Linked DNA regions of Oryctolagus cuniculus: region 1 is linked to region 2. A link is a contact called in public Hi-C data. All regions are on one chromosome and are shown on one strand. The core of a region is the stretch at or near the end of the contact, and the rest is flanking DNA. Distances in the headings are between cores, read along the strand shown. Region 1 holds the start of PRKAA2 (protein kinase AMP-activated catalytic subunit alpha 2). Region 2 holds the start of FYB2 (FYN binding protein 2).

What was found. A called contact is a pair of places that touch in the nucleus more often than the background predicts.
Region 1: a Hi-C map of an unstated tissue shows a contact between it and region 2, with 4 times the contacts expected there. The contact joins the promoter of PRKAA2 here to the promoter of FYB2 in region 2. A contact is called at or near these places in 3 of 6 Hi-C or Micro-C datasets (liver, psoas muscle and an unstated tissue).

Annotation. Positions count from the first base shown.
Region 1 is chr7:116,547,901-116,553,671 of mOryCun1.1, reverse strand. PRKAA2 (protein kinase AMP-activated catalytic subunit alpha 2) reads left to right here and starts at 2,582. Exons shown (of 8, transcript XM_051856426.2): 1 at 2,582-3,338. It overlaps LOC138850646 (a long non-coding RNA gene), which reads right to left and starts at 3,113. Exons shown (of 2, transcript XR_011390694.1): 1 at 2,967-3,113; 2 at 1-2,581.
Region 2 is chr7:116,283,762-116,289,373 of mOryCun1.1, reverse strand. It overlaps FYB2 (FYN binding protein 2), which reads right to left and starts at 4,018. Exons shown (of 21, transcript XM_051856422.2): 1 at 3,631-4,018. The coding sequence starts at 3,849.

The sequences.
Region 1 (5,771 bases), core at 1,333-3,832, 270 kb before region 2:
CCGTTAATCTATTCAGGCCTCACATTATAATATTTGAAGTAAATTAATCCAAATTGTCCAGCAGGAGCGGACAACAGTGACTTTTGGATGAGTGTTAAGAACAGAGGAGCTGACTGGGGCACCAATTTTAGAGTGCTGCCTGGGGCACACTAAAACATCACTGGCAGACACTAAAACATCACTGGAAAATAATAAAATGGGGAATACTGCATTTACCAGAACATCTGCAGTTACAACCTCAAGAGGCATCTCGCATAAGGAGATCTAGTGTGTCAGGTTTTGTATTGCGGAGTGGGTGAGGGAGATGTGGAACCATGCCCAGGTATGTGAGATTCATCCTCTTCCACTCTTCCCACCCACATGGCTTTCAATCTTTCTTCTAAATAAAGAGAACAACAAAAGGACATTTTAAAGTGTGTATTATTGGCCTTTCCTAGAAATAATAAAAACACGAGAATGGGATTGTGGTTGTGAACATTTTAAACTTTCCTAGAGCACCGTTACTTTTTTTTTTTTTTTTTTTTGTAAAGGTAGCTGTGGTATAACAGAAAAAGACAAGTTAGAACTAGATGTGAGTTTGTCTCTGCTTCTCTGCTGCTTAGCTTTTAGCCTTGGGCAAATCAGAAAGGAAAAACTAGTTTTATCATCTATAAAATGGGGATAATAAGTTTCTTTTATGAGAAGTAAATAATTGTGTTTAAAACAACTTCTTAGCCAACAAAATATCATATATGTTTGGTATAAAGTTACAAGGTTGTTCATAGTAGCAGTGTAAAAATCGTAGTTATGCAGTACATAACAATTCAACTGGTAATTATTAATGGTTAGTTAAGGCAGTGTAAAGTACTTTAAGAATCTCAATGTATGGTCTCTTTGTACCAAGTTTCAAGAAACTAACTTCAGTAAAGAGTTTTCAACATGTTTGAAATGGATGTTAGAATGAAAGACAGAAACAGCTCAAAAGCTGAACAGGAATTTTGTTCTCTTGCTCACCTGAATGAACACTGAAGGACGGAAGGAGTGACCCTGAACCAAATGAAAGTTCAGCATTAAAAATGACTGGTTGTGCTCTCAAAATTGCCAGCTAGGTAGTGTGATTCTTAAATGATACTTCTTGTCAGCAAGAAAGATGATCCGAAGAATGAACGAAAATAGCCTCTGTGTAACAGGTGCGATATCTGTAATTTATAAGTGGTGTTCATCTCTCATCAGATTGTCTTGGTGTCTAGCCAAGAATGAATAGATGCCATTTGTATATTTACTACTTTTCAGAAAGCAAAAAAAAAAAAAAATTTCACAACCTAGTCTTTCTGATCAATATATTCTTTACATGTAAGCAGTATAACAGACTTCAAGCTTGAGGAATGTGACCTTGAAACTCCACTAGCAAGCACAGTGCTAAAAGCATCTCACTAATTTTTAACAATTCATCTTCAAATAGCAAATAATCTTAAAATTAATCTTTAAAAATTTTACATCATTGAAAAATGAAAATTTTACACACATCAGATGCAACATGTTGTTTTGAAATGTATATAATAGTGGAATGGCTACATCAAGCCAGTAACACATGCATTAGTCATAATAGCTGTTTTTGTGGTGAGAAACAAATAATTATAGTAATAATTTTGAAAGATAGGACAACATTGAAGAATAGGATACTATTAAACAAAGGAAGGAAAGAGGGGAAGGAATGAAGAGATGGAAGAGATCAGCACTTCACCTAGTTCTTTCTCTCTCTCTTTTTTTCTTTCTTTTTAATATTCCCTCCCCAGGCAGGGGTGGTGGTGGTGGTGGGGGAGGAATCATGATTCTCATTTCCTCTTACCATTTTTTTCTACTTATCATACTTTAAATTGTGTCTTTATACTGTCCTTGCTTTTCACAATTCCTTTGTCCTTCATGTACAAGGGTACTTTAAATGTTCGTGGAACAATGAAATTAAAAGGCAAGCTTATTTTGGTGCCAAAGACTTTGAAATCCATGCACAGTTTTTCATCATACACATTTTCATGAACTTGATGAAGACCGCTCATTCACGTGTTTTTCAAAGTAAACATTTCAATTAAATTTATCTTCCATGGGGTTAAAAATTAATTTGAAAGAGAGAGGGAGAGGGAAAAGGAGAGGGAGAGGGAGAGAGAGAGAGAGGGAGAGGGAGGGAGGGAGGGAGAGAGAGAGAGAGAGAGATCTCATCTGCTGATTCACTCTCCAAATTTCCACAAAGGCCAGAGCTGGGCCAGGGCCAGGAGGGGAGCTGGGAATTCAGTCCAGGTCTCCCACGTGAGTGGCAGGGTCCCAAGGGTCTGAGTTATCCTGCGGCCTCCCTGGGTCTGCATCAGCAAGAAGCTGGAGTCAGGAGCGGTGGCCGGCTATGGGGCGCCGTGTCCCTCCAAGAACTTTTTGGAACACCTTTGTAATTTACTTCCTGTGCACTCACCATTCCTTCCTGGGCAGCTCTGTCACATATCATTTCCCTACTGTGTATGTATATAGGCAGGCGATCAAACACCCGAGCTAACACGGCGACGGGGATTTACTGGAAGCTGCACATCGGTTACAGCTGAGATCTCTCTTCCATCTAAGGACAAAGCAAGTGAGAATGATGAAGTAGGCAGAGGAGGACAAGTGAGGAGAGCACCGCTGTGAGTGCTCCAATAGCTGGATCAGAAACAGCCGAGACCCCGGCAACTTCCCCGGGGCGCTCCCCCGACTGCCCTTTGCACCGGCCCCTGGCCTCCGCCTCCCAGCCCACATCGCGGTTTGGGGCTTTGGGCCTGTTTCTCTTCAAATTCGACTTCCACCTCTTTCCATTCCCTCAGATCGGATCCAGGTCTCACCCCCACAGTCCCATTCTCTCGGCTCTCCCTCAGAGAGCGCCCCCAGCCACCCTCGCCCTCGGGTCGCCGCCGCCGCCCGCCCTCTCAGCACCTGCCGCCCGCCGACCCTCGCTGCCATCCGCGCACCTGGCTGGGCCCCGCCCTCTCTCCCAGCCTGCGCCCCGCGCCCTCAGCGCGGCCGCCGCCGCCTCCGGCTCCGCCACAGGCGTCGGTCACGCCGGGCCGCGGCTCCCCGCTCCGGACTCGGTCGCGCCCTCTCCCGGGACCCCGGCCGCCGGCGCCCGCGCCCCTCGTCGCCTGCGGCCCGCCCCCCGCGGGTCCCGCTGCACTGTGGGTAGGCGGCGGCGGCGGCGGCGGCGTCCGCGCTGAGGGGCCGCGGCGGAGCGAGGCCGCGCGAGCCGAAGATGGCTGAGAAGCAGAAGCATGACGGGCGGGTGAAGATCGGTCACTACGTTCTGGGGGACACGCTGGGCGTCGGCACCTTCGGCAAAGTGAAGAGTTGAGTACGCGCCGAGGCCGCAGCCGCTCGGGGCTGCGGGGCTGGCGGGTGGCTGGGCCGGGCCGAGCAGCGAACCGGCGCAGGGCCCCGCGGCAGGTGGCGCGGCTCCGGGCAGCTGAGAACGTGGACCCCGCGCGGGCGGCGGGCAGCGCCTCGCCCAGCAGCGGCGCCCCGGCCTGGCAGGCGGGGCTGGGGGCGAGCGCTAGAGAGTGGGCTGGGGGACAGGGGTCCTGGGCTCCAGGTCCAACGCCTGTCATCTGGGCGGTGGTCGGGGCCAGGTGCTTCCCTGCTGGCGTCCCCTTCTGCACAGCTGGGAGGTTGTAGCATACCCGTCAGGTGCCCTCCAGCTCGGACACCGTGTGGGGAGAGCTGGGCAGTACTGCAGGCTACCCGTAGATGATGATTGAGTTGCCGTTTGGTGCCCGGCGCCCTATCAGGGGCGTTACGTGTGATTTCTTTAAATCCGTACTTGGTCCAGCTGTGACCCTCACCTTGCAGGGGAAGCAAACTGGAACCCCTAAGGGTTGAGTAGCATGCCCAAGGTCACACTGAAATTGGCAGCGCGGGATGAAGTCTAAGATGTCCTCCGGTTCTAGCCTTGCTCAGAGGTCCCTGCTACCCCCAGATTCTGTGATGTTGTAGCACTCTGGGTTGGCAGGGCCTCCTGTTAAGCGGACGCCCAGTGGGCCGGCGAGGGTGGGCCTGGGAAACGCTGGAATGCCGCTGGGTGGGCTCCGATAATTAGACCTAGGAGGGCTCGAGGTTGATTGGTTTGAGTGCAGGGGCTCCAGGAAGCCTCTGGGATGATGGAGAGAGATAAAGGTATTGGTGTTGGAGAAGGGCTGAGGTCGGAACTGCTAAGAAATTTTTGCTGAGGTCTGTTTTCTTGGAGATGCAATTACACTTAGGGTGTAGAAAAATAGCCTGCTTTTGAAAGTTTATACTTCTTATTAGTTAAGTAATTAGTAAGAAGAACTAGTTAGGCATTGAACTTTGCTGGGGGTGGGGGGATGGACACACACACACACACACACACACACACACCTTCTTCCATCCACTGGTTCATTTCCCAAATTCAGGAGCTAGAATCTTCATCCAGGTTTCCCACCTGGGTGGAAGGGACCCAAGTACTTGAGCCATAACCTGCTGCCTTCCCAGCTCATTAGCAGGAGGCTGAGTCAGAAGTGGAGGAACTGGGACTCCAATCCCAGGCACTCCAGTATGGGATTTACAGGTCCCAAGTGGTGGATTAAGCAGCTGAGCCCTCTTCCTTTTCCATTTTGTTCATAAGAGTTATATGAGATTTAGTAATCATGTCCTCTCTCCATAATTGGAGCCAGTTTATTTATTTATGTATTTATTTATTTTTAACTTTTATTTAATTAATATAAATTTCCAAAGTACAGCTTATGGATTACAGTGGCTTCCCCCCCTCCATAACTTCCCTCCCACCCACAACCCTCCCCTTTCCCACTCCCTCTCCCCTTCCATTCACATCAAGATTCATTTTCAATTCTCTTTATATACAGATCAGTTTAGCATATATTAAGTAAAGATTTCAACAGTTTGCACCCACATAGAAACACAAAGTGAAAAATACTGTTTAAGTACTAGCTATAGCATTAAATCACAATGTGCAGCACATTAAGGACAGAGATCCTACATGAGGAGTAAGTGCACAGTGACTCCTGTTGTTGACTTAACAAATTGACACTCTTGTTTATGGCCTCAGTAATCACCCTAGGCTCTTGTCATGAGTTGCCAAGGCTATGGAAGCCTTTTGAGTTCACCAACTCTGATCATATTTAGACAAGGTCGTAGTCAGAGTGGAAGTTCTCTCCTCCCTTCAGAGAAAGGTACCAATTGGAGCCAGTTTATTAAAAGTACTTTGTTGCAAATCCAGAAGTGTAAGGACAATGTTGTTTTTTGTTTTGTTTTCTTTTTGCTGAAGACATCTGGGTAGGCTGGAAATTCTACTCTGCTGTCTCTGTTTCATTGTAGACTTCATGTTTTAACCTCAAGTAAATGTAGAAGAGACTCATTGTTCGTTCTTGTGGCAAGATCAGTGGGAATTTTCTTCCACATATCTGATACCCATTCATTTGTTGAGAAAACACTGAGAACCTGCAGTGTGGTAGGCACTGTGGTAGGCCATGGTGACTCAGGTAGGAACAAAATCAAATCTTTTATGAGGCTTACATTTTTAATAGGGGAAGACAATACTCAGAATCTACACAAGGGTTCAAAAAGTCCATGGAATATGGAATTAAAAGATGTTTGTTTAGCTGCAAAACAATTTTGAAATCCTTGCATAGCTTTTTCATGTTACATTTTCATGAATGTTTTGAAGACCCCTTAAATGTATCATTTCAAAAAACTTTTGCACCAAAATAAACTTAATTACATTCTCAAGAGCTTTTTTAAAAAGTGCC
Region 2 (5,612 bases), core at 2,769-5,268:
GTGCTCCTCTTCCAGCTCTCTGCTATGGCCTGGGATAGCAGTAGAAGATGGCCCAAGTCCTTGGGCCCCTGCGCCCACATCAAAGACCCAGAAGAAGCTTCTGGCTCCTAGCTTCAGATCAGTTGCAGCTCCAGCCATTGCAGCCATCTGGGGAGTGAACCTCTCTGTCTATACCTCTCTCTGTAACTCTGTCTTTCAAATAAATAAAATAAATCTAAAAAAAAAAAAAGACCCTATCTCCAAATAAGTTACATTAAGAGGTCCTAGGAGTCAGAATTTCAACACAGAACTTTGGGAAAGGGGAAGACAGAATCCAACCGGCAACAGTTCAGCTATTTGTTATAAGTTGCAGTTGTTTTAGTTTGTATTCAACTGCCCCATGAGTTCAGTGAGCTATTTTAAGCTCTATGTGCAAGAAAACTTCATAGCTGAATGTCAAGAGGTAGACAGTAGTACTTCTCCTTTACAAATGAGGTAACTGGGGCACAGAGAAATTAAGTTGCTCCAAGTTGAACAGCTGGTATTTGTATATGGTACAACCAGAAGTTGAAACTTGTCAGGCTGTCCCTGAGGCTGTGCATGTAGGTACCAGGCTTTGTGGTCTCTGTGAGCCAAAAACTCAGTGGGGGTCTCCTGTGGGAGTAGCAAGCACCCGAGTATCTAAGCCATCATTTGCAGTTTCCCAAGGAGTGCATTAGCAGGAAATTGGATGGGAAGAGGCAGAGCCAGGACTCAGTCAGGCACCCTGATAGGGGTTATGGGCATCCCAAGTGCTCTCTTACCCACTGTACCAAACACCCATGCCCAAAATAAGCTTCTAAGTCCATTTCCCACAAACTTTTTGAAGTATCCTCACATTTTATTGATTAGATCTCCTTGGAACTCTAAACTCACACATCCAACTACCTACTCAGCTGCTCAAACACACTGTGCCTAAAAGGAACACCTGATCCCCACCCCTCTTTGTGCTAAGTTCTCAGTAGACATCAACTTCATTCTCCCAGATGGTTTCACTCCTTGGGGTCATTGACAATCCCTCCATTTCTTTTACTGCTTTTTGTCCAACCCATCAGTAATTCCTGCAATATATAGATGCTCTTTGGCTTATAAGGTGGTTAATGTCAAGTAAACCCACCCTAAGCTGAAAATAGTGTTAAGTCAAAAGCCTGTTTAGCACACCTCACTACCTGATATTGTAGCTTCCCAGCATTGGGTGCTGTAGAGTACTGGGTGTTTGCCCTTGTGATTGAGTGGCTGACTGGGACATGTGGCTCATTGCTGACTCTCTTCCCCATGATGGAGTATCATAGTGCATGTCCCCAGCCCAGGAAAAACATTCAAATTCAAAATTTGAAATAAAGTTTCTGCTGAATGCATATTGCTTTTGTACGATTATAAAAAAAAAATCATTAAGTCAAACAACCGTAGGTTGAGAACCATCTACATATACAGTCTGGTGGCCTCCAGCCACCTCCACTGTTTAGACTGGTCTGAACTTCAAACCCTTCTTTGCTTGGATCCCTTCCCAGCCAGCCAGCTTCCTCCCTTGCTCTCCCTGTCATCTATTTCCAAAACAACAGAAGACAATCCTTGGAGAATGTGAGCTGAATCGGTGAGCTGCTCACAACACTCAGAAGATCTGAAGTTTCTGTGGTAGGTTCCAGGGTGCTGTATGATCTGAACCCACAGTCCCTGGCCCTTGCTTCCATGGTGCCAGTCCTTCTGGCCATTTTTGCTATTCCTTGATCACATCAGATAAGCTTCTGCCTCAGGGCCTTTGCATCTGCTATTTTCTCTCTGTAGCACACTCTTCCCTGAAACAGCCATGTTGCCACTTCCCTTACAACCTTCAAGGTTCTATCCAAATGCACCTTACCATGTCACCTTTCTGGAAACAATCCCATTTAAGAACGCAGCCTCTCCGGCTGCTTCTCCATCCTTAAACCCTTTTCTGTTTTGTGTATCACCATTGCACTTAGGGCCATTTCACACATACGCTCATTTGTCTTCCCCAACTAACATACACATTATACAAAAGCAGGAGATTTTGACCAATTTACTGCTGCATCTACAACATCTAAAACAGGATCTGACACCACAAAGCAAGTGCTCAATAATACATGCTTGCATTTGTTGAATAAATGAGTGCTATGATTTTTCTTAATTATACAAAATCCTCCTTTTAAGATGAGAAGCTATCCACATTTAGCTGCCTCTCTCTGGTCAGTAAAAGCTCACGTGAGGTTACTCCAGGCAGATATTATGAGCTAACCAATATGTGAATTTCCTCTGTATTGTCTAGCAACCTGCCTGTTCTGCTGCGTTCTTTCTAGTGATGCCTGGCTTATCATTGGCACTCAGTAGCTGTTATCGACAACAGCAGGCTCACACCCAGTGCTGCTATTGTACCAGCTGTGTGCTACTGAGAAAGTGGTAACTTTGGGTCATCAGTTTCCCCACTTAGATGAATGGACAGATGCCACTGCAGATCCTGGCCAATCAGAGACAGCAAAAGACAGGTGTGTTTCCTTTATTTCCAGCACACCAAACCTGCTCAGCCTGGCACATTTCTACAGAGGAACTCCTCAGAAGTTGCTAAACAATGAAATGTGTGTGGAGGGTGGGGGTGGGCAGGATGCAGAGGAGAGAGAGATGGAGGCAGGACCAGGGTGCCCTTGCCAGAGTCTTTCCAAACTCAGCTCCTGGGTCTGGAGGGATGGGCCACAGAAACAGGTGCCTCCTGCCCTGGGACAGGCAACAGCTGGGACAGCTCCTCTGTCCTGATTTAAAACTAAACATCTGAGTGGGACGCCACACACACACCTCACAGGAGAAAATGATTTGACCCTAAATGAGTAAAAGTGGTATAGGAGCAAACCATGCACGCACACACACACAGGGAACAGATGTCCTGAACAGGGGACCAGAGGGAAGAGAACAGGAGGAGGAACAAGGAAATGTGGGCAGTGGGGCGGAGAGAGATCCAGGTGTGCCAATGCACCAGCCCTGCTGGGAAGGGAACGCCACCTGGCTTGGTGCTCAGCACTTCCCCATGCGCCATCTCCCGTCTTCCAGGCACCTGCTGTGATCTCAAACTGGTAGTAATCCTATTTTGCCAGCCAGAAACCCGGAGCCCAGGAAGACAAACACACTGGCCCCAGACCACACCGTTAATGATGAGCAGGGTCCAAACTCCAGCCGCAAGCGTGCAGTGCAAAACTGCTGATGCCCTGCTCCGAGCTCTGCCCACTGATGGCCACCAGAGCCAGCCATGGTGCAGGAGGGCAAGCACACGCAGGCACATGCATGCGTGGGGGCCGGGGCCACTCACACGGTGGCTGGGGGAGTAGGCGAGAAGCCCAGCTCCCCGTTACAGCCAGCTCCCCTCATGCTGTCCCCTCACTCCGGAGGGACCACCAGACAGCAAACCCCTCCTCACTCCCAGCTTCTCTGGGCAAGGCCAGTGTGAGCTGAAGGGTGCTGACAGGTCCCAACCCCTCGTTCCTGTCTAGCAAGCATGACACACACGCAGCTTTTCCTCATGGTTCTCCCCTCCGGAGGACCCACCCCCAGCAAGGACAGGAGAGCAAGGACACAGAGACAGCTGTCATCCAGACCAGCAGGCCTTACCTCTTCCATTGCTTTTCTGTGAGGCAGAATCTGGGAGACAAACCCGGCTTCCCAGAGCCGGATTCTGGGGCCAGCAGTTTGCGCGGCTCCTCCGCCTCTGCTGGCTAGGGAGCCTTCACTTCCCGCAGCCCTGGATACACCTGAGCCCAGAGGCTCCACCTGTCCCACCTGCACTGTGGCTCCGCCCTCTCCCGGGGCTGGGCCCCAGCTGGCCTCCATCCTTCAAGCCTGGCCAGCATCAAGCACCTGCAGGGAGTCCCGAGGGAGGCCTCTGTCCCCCTGATCCACAGAGCCCAGTGTGCCCCAGCAAGCAGCTCTGCCCAGGGATCCAGGGCTGATCTACAGTCACGCCCCTCCAGGGATTTCCTGTCCTGCCAGCCCGAGGCTGGGGGAGTCACTGGGGAATGGGGACAGCTCCCGCCTCTGTTAGCAGGGAAAGCTCAGGCTAGACAATGTAATCTCCATTAGTCTCAACCCCCAGCCAACTCCGCCCCACCCCCCACCCCCATGGCTACTTCACAAAATGCTTTCTTAGGCCAGTGAGACCACAGACCAAAGCCGGAAGAGGCCCTGAGCCCCTGGGGGTGTTTAGCAGAAGTGAGGGGGGGCTCACAGGGTGGAGCACCTGTTGGGGGGGGGTTGCATGCATTATGACTCTTAACTCCTACAATAGCCCGGAGAGTGCCCTGCTCCAAATTTCAAAAGGAGGAAAATGCTGTTTAGAGAGATGGAATACCCTGCCCAGTCACATAATCAGGGTTTGTACCCCCAGTTTTATTTTTCTGGGAGTGTTTTTCTTCATTTTCCCTGACAGGGCTGGTGCAGAAACTGAGCGTGAGTTCCCTGTTTTGGGGGATCCCAGCTGTGCTGGGTCCAGGGCCGGGCAGGGCAGGTGGCTTGAGCCCTGCCTTATGCAGCCTGTGTGCCTTTTCTTGCTTTCGTTGGGCCAAGCTCTGTAAGTGAACAGATTACCTTGCCCGGACCAGGGGAGAAGAGGTGGGAGCAGGTGAGGAAGTCCCATTGCCCGCCCACGTCATCCAGCAGGTGATGGTTGAGAATCAATCAGCAATACAGGCTTCAAGGCCCCAGCAAGGCACTCAGTCAATGCTGTGCTTCTGATCTAAGGTCTGGGAGTCTGGGCTTTCTGGGAACTTTTTATCTCAGTGTATTTAAACCTTGTTAATGACTCACAGTATGATAACCCTTTGACATCATGATTGCCCTCATAAACAGGCACATATACTAACATAAAAACTTCCCAAAGCCATAATCACTCTTACTGTGTGTGATCCCACTGATGTTTTCCATTCTGTTCTGAGCCACAATATGCCATTTAATTAAATAATGGTCAGCATATCCCCTACACCAACTTGACAGCTCAGTCTGAGCAACCCTGCTGTGTAGACTGCTCATACTCAGCTTGGGGCGCCCAATCCTCAGAGCTAGAGTGGCTCAGCAGCACCCCGTTTCCCACTCTTGCCTCTGCATGCATTCGTGAAGCCTACGATGCTATAGGAGAACTTGGAGCTCTCCTCCCAACCCCAGGTGAGCACTGGGCCAGTCAAGTCCTTTTGCTCCTAATGCAGGGGCTCCCCCTAGTGGCTCCAGTCAGGCCTACCATGGCAGAAAGCATGGAGTAGGGCAGCTGGGATTCCCATCTCCCTGAACCAGGAAGGGCTGGGAGGTTTGTGCATTTTGGATTGGTTCTTGGCAAGTTACAGTGGTAGGGCCTTAGAAGGCGAAGGCACTAATCATGGTAGCTGTTAGCAGTGGGGACTGTTTTAACAGTAGGCTTAAGAGCTGTGCCTTTCAGATCATCACAGGGCCCCTCTGTTACCCTGTGATTTTCTAGGTGCTAAATTTGGTTTTCCTGATAATAGTTGGCCTTGGGAAAGCCAACCAGCTAAGTAAGAGGGCTGGCAGTCTTGGCTTAAAGACTCGTGGCCATGAGAAAATCTCTTGGTGGGTGTTGAGCCTTATGC